3 separate regions of the Rattus norvegicus genome follow, and regions 1 and 2 are each linked to region 3. A link is a contact called in public Hi-C data. All regions are on one chromosome and are shown on one strand. Each heading gives the region's core, a stretch centred on a gene start, on an enhancer-like site or on the middle of the called end of the contact. The rest is flanking DNA. Distances are from core to core; before and after follow the strand shown. Region 1 overlaps Nek1 (NIMA-related kinase 1). Region 2 holds the start of Cbr4 (carbonyl reductase 4). Region 3 holds the start of Sh3rf1 (SH3 domain containing ring finger 1).

Region 1 (3,676 bases), core at 801-3,300, 130 kb before region 3:
TGAAATCTAAATGAGGAAGCTAATTGAAGGAAACCTGGACGAGGGAGCTGGAAAAGTGCACGCATGTTTTCCATGAAATAATTTATTAAGATTCCTGATATATCTTTGAAGGAGACTCGGGAATTAAATAGAGTAGGAGAAATGTCTGGTAAATTTGTGTGTCATTATTTGGTACTGGGAGGGACTGCTTTCATGAGACAAAAGGAGGCCATTCTGGATCCATGAATCTTAAGTGTTTATGTCACAGCAGCACCTAAGAAAGAGCGACTGTGTGTGCAGATGCTCGTTCACAGGGGAGGGAGTAGATGGAACTGGATTCTGGCCATTTGTGTCACCTTTTGCATTCTTTTTTCTCTTGTTCCTTGAGGTTTAGCACAAAACTTGTATCTGAAGCATGTGAAAAATTGACTTAGGACGCGAGGATATTGACATGTTTTATAGGTATCAGCCAGACGCTGAGAAGTAGACTGAAAAGAGCCTGTGTGTGTTACAAAGGGGCAAAGGAGGTTTTTAGTTCCTTACTAAAGGTGAACATCATAGCCATAAGTCATGAAAACAGTCTCCTCACCGACTTCCCATCTAAAGGTCTCAACCACCTCTTTAATATCACCACACTCAGAAACAAGTCCCTTCAGGGTCACTTGGGCTCTCTATATCTAAACTATAGAAAGAAGTAATAAATTGAAATCCAGGTCTTAACAACTTCTCTTAATCTGCAGTCATGTCAACCATGCATCAATTATGTCAAGCAGGCCCTGCAGAAATTAGATTGAGTTTAGGGTTTTTCCACATGAGCACAATGAAGTGAGTTCAGTAAGCTGAGGGTATATGCAAAAGAATGATTCTAACGATAGTTTTAGAAGGGTGGAAATCCTGGTCTGCATAGGGAATTCCAGACCAGCAAAGGCCACATGGTGAGACCTTGTTGAAAAATGCTATAGTAGAAGGAGATGGGTAAGAAACAGCACTGAAGGTTAGCATTGAGGATTCTGAATGTTGGGACTTTTGAGAGGCCAGAAGTTATAAGGTCTCTAAGGCATGACTTATTAAAACTAAGACAGTGAGGTTAAGAATAGTTCACTGAGCTGAGAGGTCTGCATATTGGCAGGATTACTTATTGTGTGTATCATCTACCTATGGCAGAATTGCTTTTAGGGAGTTGGTACAGTGGCTGCTAAAATGTTCAAAAGTCAAACAGGAATGACGACAGTGGATAGCCCTAGGCAGGTGTTATATAACAAACCAGTTCTTTACTGGAAACAGCCAAAGTGTACAAAATATCACAAACTAGAAGTGTCAGTTGCTATTATGAAAAAAAAAAGCAGGTGGTTAATAATTTTTAAAGTCCAATTCTAATACAGGTATATTTTACCCCAAAAGAAAAAGAACATGCAAAAAAAAAAAAAAGAAAAAGAAAAAGAACATGCAAACTGTGTTAACTAGCCTAGAGGTCATAATGGAACCCAGTTTGACTGCCACATTATCTAACTCACTTTAGTTACTAGTGTATAAGAGAGCTTCACCAGTAACTATTTGTTGCAACAATCTGAGTTAGGATTTTTGTTTATTTGTTGTTTGTGGCTGTAAATGGCATTGCCCTTCTGAGAGAGTAGACTTCATTCTTTTGCTTCTGCAGAGGTTTGTGTTGAAGAGGAGAACTACAAACCCCTACTCACTGGAGAAGAGAATCTGCAGTGTATTTCAAAAGAAGTAAACCCATCAGCCACTGTTGATACTGAAACAAACAGTCCAAAGTTTGCTAAGGTGTCTCCAGCAATGTCCGAAGGAAATGTGGAAGGTATGCTATAATGATTTTAATTAGCAAAGTTGCATTTGATACTAAAATTTTTTATCAAGATTTGTGTATGTGTTTGAGTAATTATCTTGAATTAGACTCACTCTTTTTATACTTTTAGCAACTGTAGGGTTTTTTCTTCCTGCTTTTGGTTTTCAAGAGCAAGTATTTTCAAGGTTTTCTTTACATGGGCCAGGCTGGTCTCCCAGAATGCAGACTCCTGGTGTCACTGCTGGTGTTCAAAACCTTCAGGCATGTATGGACATGCACACTGGGAACAGGCCCTTCTGTTTCATTATTTTATGAATCAGGGACTGAGTCAAGTCTTGGCTTATAATTTTCCTAATACATTGTCTCTTTGCCTAAGAGATCACTAAGACTGTTCTGTCTTCTTAAAAGGTACACCTCACAGGCTTAGTACCATAGGCCTCTCTCCCTCCCCTTTTGAGAGCCATGTGGATACAGGGAATTGAGCCTGGTCTGGAAAACAACCAGTGCTCTTAATTGCTGAGCCATTTCTCAGGCCCTATTTTTTCCATCTTCTGTGCTTTACTCTGTGATGACTCAGAGATCCTGTGGTAGGGGACACAGAAGTCCCCTCTGAAAGAGAAAAGTTCTAATAAATCTACAGCCATCTTGGGTGCTAGAGTAAAAGCTGCTTATGTTTGTTTGTTTGTTTGTTTGTTTGTTGCTTATGATCTTTAAAATTAGCCAGGGAATTGAACTGGGACCGTTAGCATTTCTGCGGATCACAGCTGTCACAGACCCACAAAGTCAACCTACTGTAGGGAACCAGGCGTGCCTTTCAAAAGGAAGACTCTGCAGCCATGTGTAATCCACCAGTCTGCTCAGTAATTAAAAATTATTTCATTTCTTCTACACACAAATTTATCCTTTAGTCTCAGAAAATTGCCATGGGGTTCTTCTGAGCTAGATGAACTTCTCTTCTGATGCCCCTGACCTCCAGATACCAACTAGAAGCTGCCAGTTTTCTTACCCATCCAGTCATGAATTGTAGTGGCATCACCTCCATTGTGTTTCACTTGTGAAGGTAGAACAGTGCTTTCTGCAAAACGAGACTCCCAGGAACTGTTCCATGCAACCATCTTTAGTTCACCACAGTATGAGAACTGGAAGCATGAGAACTGGAAACATGGTTATTAGTGGCTGTTAAAGGATAATGGCTGTGCGCCTCAAAAGATGTACACATTGAAATCTAAACCCCTGTGTATTTGGAGCAGTTAACTTTTGAATTACGGTGAAGCCTTCTGAATGGCATTAGTACCCTTCTAAGAAGAGGCCAGAGAGCCAGCCTTTATGCCATACTAGAAATACAGGAAGAAAAGACTGCCCGGGTACCCAGAAGAAAACCTCTTTCTCCAGGACTTACTGTGCTGGAATCCTGCTACTAGATTCTCTGACCTGTGGAGCTAAGCAAATTAATTTCTATTTAAGCCACCCATTCTGATATTTTATTATAGCTTAAACAAGACAGAGTAAACAAGACAAGAGTAAAAATTTTAAGAAGAAATAAAATCAATTAGTAGGATAAGTATGCATGTAATGAAGACTGCGTAGCCTAGGTTGGGGCGGCAAGCCTAACATTTCCCGCTAAGAGCTGTAGAGTACATATTTTAAGCATTGTGAAAAGTATGGGCACAAATTGAGTTTATAGAATAAAGTATGTTGGTTTTAACATAGCTATAGATCATTGGGGATCTGTTAGATTGTGGATCTGCATCTTTAGGAAGCTGATAACCCCACAGTCCAGCCCCACAGCCTGACGAGATCAGGCTTTGCTCCCTGCGGTTCTTTGTCTGGAGCCGTCTGTGCTGTGCTTTTACCACCCCTAATTCATAGAGCTGCACTGCAAGAGGCTCC
Region 2 (3,288 bases), core at 545-3,044, 260 kb after region 3:
AGCCTCACACACACACACAGCCTCACACACACAGCCTCACACACACACACACTCACACACACACACATACACCACACATACAGCCTCATACACACACACACACGCACACAGCCTCACACACATACATACAGTCACACACACACGCACACAGACAGACACACACAGTCACACACACACACAGCCTCACACACACAGCCTCACACACACAGCCTCACACACACACAGCCTCACACACACAGCCTCACACACACAGCCTCACACGCACACACACACACACACACACACACACACACACACACGCGCGCGCGCGCGCGCACACACACACATATATCTCAAACCTACTGAGTTGCAGCACTTACTAGGCTCAGGCAAGACTACAATGAGTTTGAGGCCAGTTTGGCTACCTGACAAGACCTCATCTAAATAAGAACACAATTAAACAGAACACTTGGAAAACAACTCATGTATTTATTTTTCAGCCATTTTAAAGCCTTTTCAGATTTAGGCAGAAGAAAAATAAAAACTTTAAAATTAATGCTCAACTTCCATGGTAGCTCCCTTCCTCCCATTTACAAATCAATTCTTAGACCCAGCTTTGCCAGATTTCCACGCCTTCAGTCCTCGCTGGCCTTTTTGATTTCTGGTGTACTTTACTTAACAATTTAGCCCACTAATGTTTTATGTGAATTAGTCCGGTTGTCCCAGAATCTCCCCTGCCCCCCCAGGGGGCATGGTCTATATTTTCTTTATTTAATACACTAAATATTCTGTCAAGAAATGCTCTCTTTACACTAGAATGGTAACTAATGATGCCTTTGGTGGAGGGAGGGGAGGGACTGTTGAGACAGAGTTCTCTGTGTAGCCCTGGCTGTTCTGGAACTCTCTCTAGACCTAGACTTTGGCCTTCAACTCAAGAAAATGGCATACTTCTGCCTCCCTAGTGCTGGGATTAAAGGTGTGCACCACCGCATCCAGCTAACCTTTTTTTGGTTTTAAAGCACTCAAAACATCTTATTTTGGAGTACAGGAACCCAGTACTGGCAATAACGATCTAAGCTTGCTCTTTAATCTTCAGGCTATTCTGATCAGTCAAAGAGTGTGGAGGCCCATGCCTGTACATGCCAGCAGCACTCTGGAGTCTGAGGGAGAAAAATCATTGAGAATCTGAGGTCAGCCTGGGCTATATAGTAAGCACTAGGCCAGCCCGGGTAACATAGCAGGTCTCTTCCTCAAAAAGAGGAGCACAAACATTTACTGTGCAGTGTTCTTTCTTTGTTGCTTTCTTAGAGACAGGATCCCATTCTCTAGACCAGGTTGGCCTTGAACTCTCAGTGATTCCTCTGCCTCGACCTTCTGAGTGCTGGGTGTACAGGCCTGAGGCAGCACACGGGGCTGTGTTCTTTGACAGGACATCTACCCTCATAATAATATTGCAGTGCAAAGCCAATGTCTACAGTAACTTGGGAGACCACTTTACACTTGAACAGGTTTTGTCTGCAGTAAAAAATGTGGGTGAGCCAGGACAAGTCCACACTCAGAAGGACATAATGTGATTGCTAACTCTGGTTTTTCCTGGAAAGTCCACCATTTTAGCAACCCTATTATCTCTGAACAGAGGATTGGTCCTTTGTTCCTTGGTGCCAACTAACCAGGCATAGGAATAGGCAGTCAGCTACAGTTACTGAAATGCTCACAGGCTCAAGCGAGCAAGGACTACAAGTCCCAGCATGCAATGCAACCTTACAAGAGTCCATGTACACCGACGTCTAATTCTTGCGCCTTGTTCTGTGGCCCGGGTCGGTTGTCCAAAGAGCTTGTTGAATTGTTTTTCCAGTTGTTGTGCCTTTATTATAAGTTCTGTGTCTTAGGGATCCATCTTGCCGGTCCGAGGTCCAAGATGGACAAAGTCTGTGCGGTTTTTGGAGGCTCCCGGGGCATCGGCAAGGCTGTAGCCCAGCTAATGGCCCAGAAGGGTTACCGCCTGGCGATCGTCGCCAGAAACTTGGAAGTGGCCAAAGCCACTGCGAGCGAGCTCGGCGGTAGGTACCGGAAGGGTCCCCGCTGCGAGGCCAAGTTTAAGTGCTTGAACTCCAGTCCATGGGCCCCGGGCTACTGTCCGTGTATTCCAGTCTGCGCCCCAGATCTTTCGTGCCCCATGACCAAGCCCTCACTGCGGCTCTCGCCTACTCCAGGCAGACTCTGAGGACCCCTAACAAATAGCTGTCTTCCTCGAGGCCAGAGCTGATATTGAGAGACGCTTTGCTCAGGCCTCTGGTAGGAGAGAGTGAATAATGCGATTATACTGAAAGGAGAGACGTCAGGTACAAATGGCTAGGTTGCATTTTGCTGAGAGCTCTTGCCCTTTGTGAAGGCACACGACAGTATTTCAAAGAGAAGCTCTTGATAGGTCAGGGTGGCTTTCCCAAGCTCATTAATGACTTTAATAAGTTACTAATTTGTTTTCCCAGACCCTTTTATTGTATTTCAATTCCAGGTGCCCCCTCCCCACTGGTTATCAACGGATATTAGTCATTGAATTGCAAGTTTAAGTCTCAGTTGGAGAAGGCAACATGGAAGAATGGAGAAAAATACACATCACTATCAGGAAAGCATTGGGCCTATTATAGGTCTAAGTGTGTCTGGTGCCTGCTGTATTTCTTTACTTATATGAAAATAGCCTTGATATGTAACTCACACTGGCTTTGAACTTGTGATTCTGGTGTCTCAATCTCCATGTTGCTGAGATGACCTTACTGTGGTGCAACAGTGACATCTTTAGGACAGAGTACCCTTTGAACCTGCAGTGTAGTATCCAGTTTTCCCGGGTACAGGGGGTCTTACTATGCAGTTTAGGCTTCCCTTAGGTCAAGATCTGGTCTGTGCCTCCTCAGCATCGGGAACACAGGGGAGCACATCTGTTCATGCTGGTGCAAAGCCTCAGCACCTAGTCAGCACTGCTTCCAGTTTGCCAGACAACTGATAGTCCACCTTGCCCTGTGGACTAGTTAGTCACCTGTTCTTCCACTCTCCAACATGTAGTTGGTTCATCTTGGTGTATCCCTATCATAAATTGAGGAGCATGTGTGGTAACATGGTAGCTTATTAAATACACAGTACTTTTCCTTTGAAGTCTAATTTCCTGCGTATGGTGATAGGGATCAGGGAGTTCTACTGAGCCACCTCTCTGCCTACACTGACCACAAGCTTACAGTAGTAATCTCCTGTCTGAATGCCGAGACTGCAGGTATACATTAGTTATCATGCCCAGATTTTATTACCATTTTAAAA
Region 3 (3,754 bases), core at 967-3,466:
TACTAAGACTAAGGGCATGTACCACACCATGGCCAACAGATCTCTATGAGCTCTAGGCCAGCCAGGGCTACACAATGAGACTTTGTGTAAACAACAAACAAAAAGCCAAGCAGTAGAAGAAATAAACTTGGTTGTTAGTCCATGCACTTTGGGAAGGTGATTGATTTCCAGGGGCTTTGATCTGATCAATTAATGTATGGATCTCTTCGAGGATTCATATGATGGTGTTATTGGGAGGAGGTGCAAAGGAAGGTGGGGCCAAGACATTGTCAGTGGGAGTTTATCCTTGGGGGCTATCACTTGGCCTGGTTCCTTCCTTCTTGGGTTCTCTTTCAGCTTCCTGTCTGTCTTAAGGTGAACACTCCTCCACAATGATATCTTGTCCACAGTGATATCTTGTGCTAGTACACAGGGCAAAGTTTTCATCAAAACTGCGAACTGAAACACTCCCTCCCCCATTGTTTCTGTCTGTCTTTTGGTCACTGCTTTGCAAGAGTAAGCAACACAACACGAGATTAATTATGCGATTAAGTCCACCCTCTCCCTTTTTTAGAGGAAAGAAACAGGACTTGGAATCGGAGAGCTGGACTTGAGTCTTCCACTGTGATGTAGGGAAGTTACCTAGGTTGATCTTCAGTCTTAATAACCCCCCAAATAGGTCTGTTTTCTGACTCTGATTTTCCACTGTACCTAACCTCCATTTCCAGTTTCGGCAGCCAGTCACTTTCAGAGTGCTGTTTGTAGATAATCTCTTTTTCTCCTCATTCTCTCATCCAATCTTTCCCTGTCTTTTTCAGCAAATATGAACACATACTTGTTCCCCTTCTAGCAGGAAAGGAAGTGGGCAATTATTTTTGGTATTCATATAGTATAAGTCTCAGCCTATTAGTCTCTTTAGAACAAAGCTGGGACGCATGACATAAAGGGCTGTTGTGAGAATGGAATTAATATGTTTAAGTCTTTAGCACGGTGCCTGGCTTAAAGTGACTGATAATTGTTACTTGCTATAATTTTTTTTCTTAACTTGAATGATCCTCATTTATCTCAAATGATATAGCAGTGGCTCTAGTGGAGACAAAAGAACTGATAACCTGATATTCCTTTTCAAATTGTCAGCTTGGTTGGTGGCCTGGCAGGAATTTCATACGCAATCTCTCTCGAAGTAACTTTTGGTAAACTGACAGTAAGTATAAACGAAATCATACTCTTTGACAACATTTAACTCGTCTCTGAAAAAAGTTTGACAAACAAGCTTACACACACACACACACACACACACACACACACACACACACACACACACTCTTGGACACCCGTTTTTGCAAGCCCGCACTTCAGAGTACACAGGTGTGTGCCCCGGGCAACAGAAAAAGATTACAGAGATGTTGATGATGGCTGCCTCCAAGGCGCAGATAAAAGAGGTACCTCCTAGCCAGCTTCAAGGCGCCGGCCCACCTGGGTCAGACTTTGAATACACCCCATTTTAGACAGGTAGGAAGAGTCTCCCCAAGACGGGCGTTAATTTTTCTAATTTTTTTTTCTTTCTCATTTTGAAATTCTCCAAACTTGCTTGGATTTGCACCCCTTGGCTGCTGCAGATGTGGGGTGGATTGTTGGGTGGAGTAGGCGGGCCCCGAGATCCATAGGTGGTCAGTATCCCCGATCCCAGAACTACGGGGTCCCACTTCTCTTTCTCTGCAATCACCCAGGGAGTGTGCACGCCCAGCAAAGCGCGATCGGTTCCCGGCAGGGCCACTCCCATCCCTGGCCACCGTGAAGAGTCAGTCTCCAGGCACCGGCCAGGCGGAGCCGGAGGCCGGCAGGGCGCCCTTGTCCCAGCCTCTTCCTGGTCCCTCGGCGCCACTCCCACCGCCCTCCTCCCGGGGAGCTCCATTCGCTCCGGGCGCGCGTCCTCCCGGTGAAGGCGTGGGTCCCGGAGCCTCCCTCCCCGTTGGTGCGTCCCCGAGGCCGCCGCCCGCTGTGGGGCTCCGGCGCGGGTCCCCGAGCGGCGGGCGGCGCTGTGGTGCGTCCCTCCAGTCCCCGGGCGCCTACTGCGCGCGGCCTCCGCCTCCTCCTCCTCCTCCTCCCCGCGGCGTCGCGTTCCCCCGCCCTCCTCGCTGGGCGGGTGGGAGGCGGCGGCGGTGGCGTGCTGTGCGAGCGCGCGCGAGGGGGGCGGCCGTGAGGAGGCTCCGGGTGCCACCGCGGCGGCCGAGCCACACGGGCAGCGGGCTCGGCGGGGCTGCATCTGCCAGCGCTGCGGGGCCGCGAACAAAGGCGAGCAGCGGAGGCGCGAGGTAGGGCGTGCGGCGAGTGGGGGACGCAGGGCGCGGAGTGGTGGCGGGTGGTCGCCGCATCCTGGTTGTGCGCGCGGGCTGGTCCCTGCGCTTCCCCTTTGGGTCTCCCGGACCTGCTGGGAACGAGCCCCGCGGCCTCTCTCGCCTCTTCCGAAGCTGCCGGGTCTCGGGGCCGCGCTCTTCCCGGACGCAACCGGGTCCCCCTGCCTCCGGGGTGGCAGTCTCCGGGGACTGTCGCTGAGCTCATCCCCGCGGGGTCGCTAGTCTGCTTCCCGCCGCACTCCGCGGCGCTGACTTTCGCCAACTTAAGGCTGCATCTTTATTTTTCTTTAAGTCCTTGAAAACTTCCAACGATCGGTGTTGGGCAATTTTTTGTCCTGGATTTGACCTAAAGGGAGGTTGAGAGGAGGCAATTGGGTGAGATCCCTAGTTCCGGAGCTACCCGGCCGCAGCCTCCGCTCCCAGGGTCAGCTCTGTCCCCGGCTGGCGACACCTGGTTCTGGGGTGTGTCTCTGGCAAGCGCCATGCTACGGGGTTGGGGACTACCTGTGCCCCACCGTGGGAAGAGGGGCGCATCCTGGCTCTCCCCAGAACTGACTAGCTAGGAACAGCTGTTAATGTAGCCTCCAAATCCTTTCACCCTCTTCTCCTCCTAGGCATCCACATTTAAACATTGATTGGGGTGATGGTGGTGATGGGGGACAGCGACGCACCAACTGGCTTCAAATACTCTTTCTCCCACCTCCTGAAGGGGCCCGCTTTTAACCCCCCGGATTGTACCCAGAGTTTTCAGCCTAGCATTCCATCGTCGAATTCTTGGTGACCATTTTGCTAGATTTTTTTCTGAATGGGATTAGGACAAGCCGTTCAGAAATCTGTTTCAGAGTTTGTCAACCATGCCGGAAAGGGTGATAATTTTTAGCTATTTTCAAGCAGGTCTTGGTTATATCTTTTAGAATTGCCAACCATCAGCTCTGTTTTTTTGTTTTTTTGTTTTTTTTGTTTTTGTTTTTGTTTTTGTTTTTTTTAAATTGGGGAAGGCGTTGGATAAGATTAAGCTGTTCTGTTCTCAGACGGGGAAGAAACATTTGTATCACCCAAGGCAAGGCTTCCTAAATGATAACGGTAGTTTCAAATTTGGGAAGGTCGTTGGATTTAAAAGTATTATTTTACACAGAGGAAACTTTCAGTCGATTTTGCTTAGGTTCTCCAATAAGTTGAAGACTTCATTAGGCAGCCAATATCAGTCCTTTATTGCTTTTTCATAAATCCTGTTTATTGCTTGCTAGTTCTTTCTGCCCAGTGAGGTTCTAGATATCTTCAGGGATTAATGGGAATCATTTAAGAAGCCTGTTTTGTTTTTAATTGTTGACTTTGGAGCTCAGAAAACACATTCCAACGCCAAGCTGGACTATGCAGAGGAAGCACTTTTGTGTACTTTTTGGTTCTTGGCTCCACTG

Evidence for each region. A called contact is a pair of places that touch in the nucleus more often than the background predicts.
Region 1: a Hi-C map of the A7r5 cell line shows a contact between it and region 3, with 2.8 times the contacts expected there. The contact joins the enhancer-like site here to the promoter of Sh3rf1 in region 3. A contact is called at or near these places in 2 of 12 Hi-C or Micro-C datasets (the A7r5 cell line and hepatocytes).
Region 2: a contact with region 3 is called in a Hi-C map of liver, with 7 times the contacts expected there. The contact joins the promoter of Cbr4 here to the promoter of Sh3rf1 in region 3. A contact is called at or near these places in 11 of 12 Hi-C or Micro-C datasets (the A7r5 cell line, the Rat2 cell line, Schwann cells and 6 more) and 1 of 1 datasets of contacts at active chromatin or transcription factors (oligodendrocytes).

The regions. Positions count from the first base shown.
Region 1 is chr16:34,039,510-34,043,185 of GRCr8, reverse strand. It overlaps Nek1 (NIMA-related kinase 1), which reads left to right. Exons shown (of 33, transcript NM_001106082.3): 25 at 1,637-1,798. Among named protein-coding and RNA genes, the nearest start is that of Nek1, 87 kb to the left of the region's middle. Within about 2 kb of position 2,050, at least 2 of the 93 cell types and tissues checked have an H3K27ac peak or open chromatin away from gene starts, as enhancers often do. A contact at or near this core is called in the A7r5 cell line, where this site is marked.
Region 2 is chr16:33,655,078-33,658,365 of GRCr8, reverse strand. Cbr4 (carbonyl reductase 4) reads left to right here and starts at 1,794. Exons shown (of 5, transcript NM_182672.2): 1 at 1,794-2,039. The coding sequence starts at 1,898.
Region 3 is chr16:33,910,589-33,914,342 of GRCr8, reverse strand. Sh3rf1 (SH3 domain containing ring finger 1) reads left to right here and starts at 2,216. Exons shown (of 12, transcript NM_198764.2): 1 at 2,216-2,294.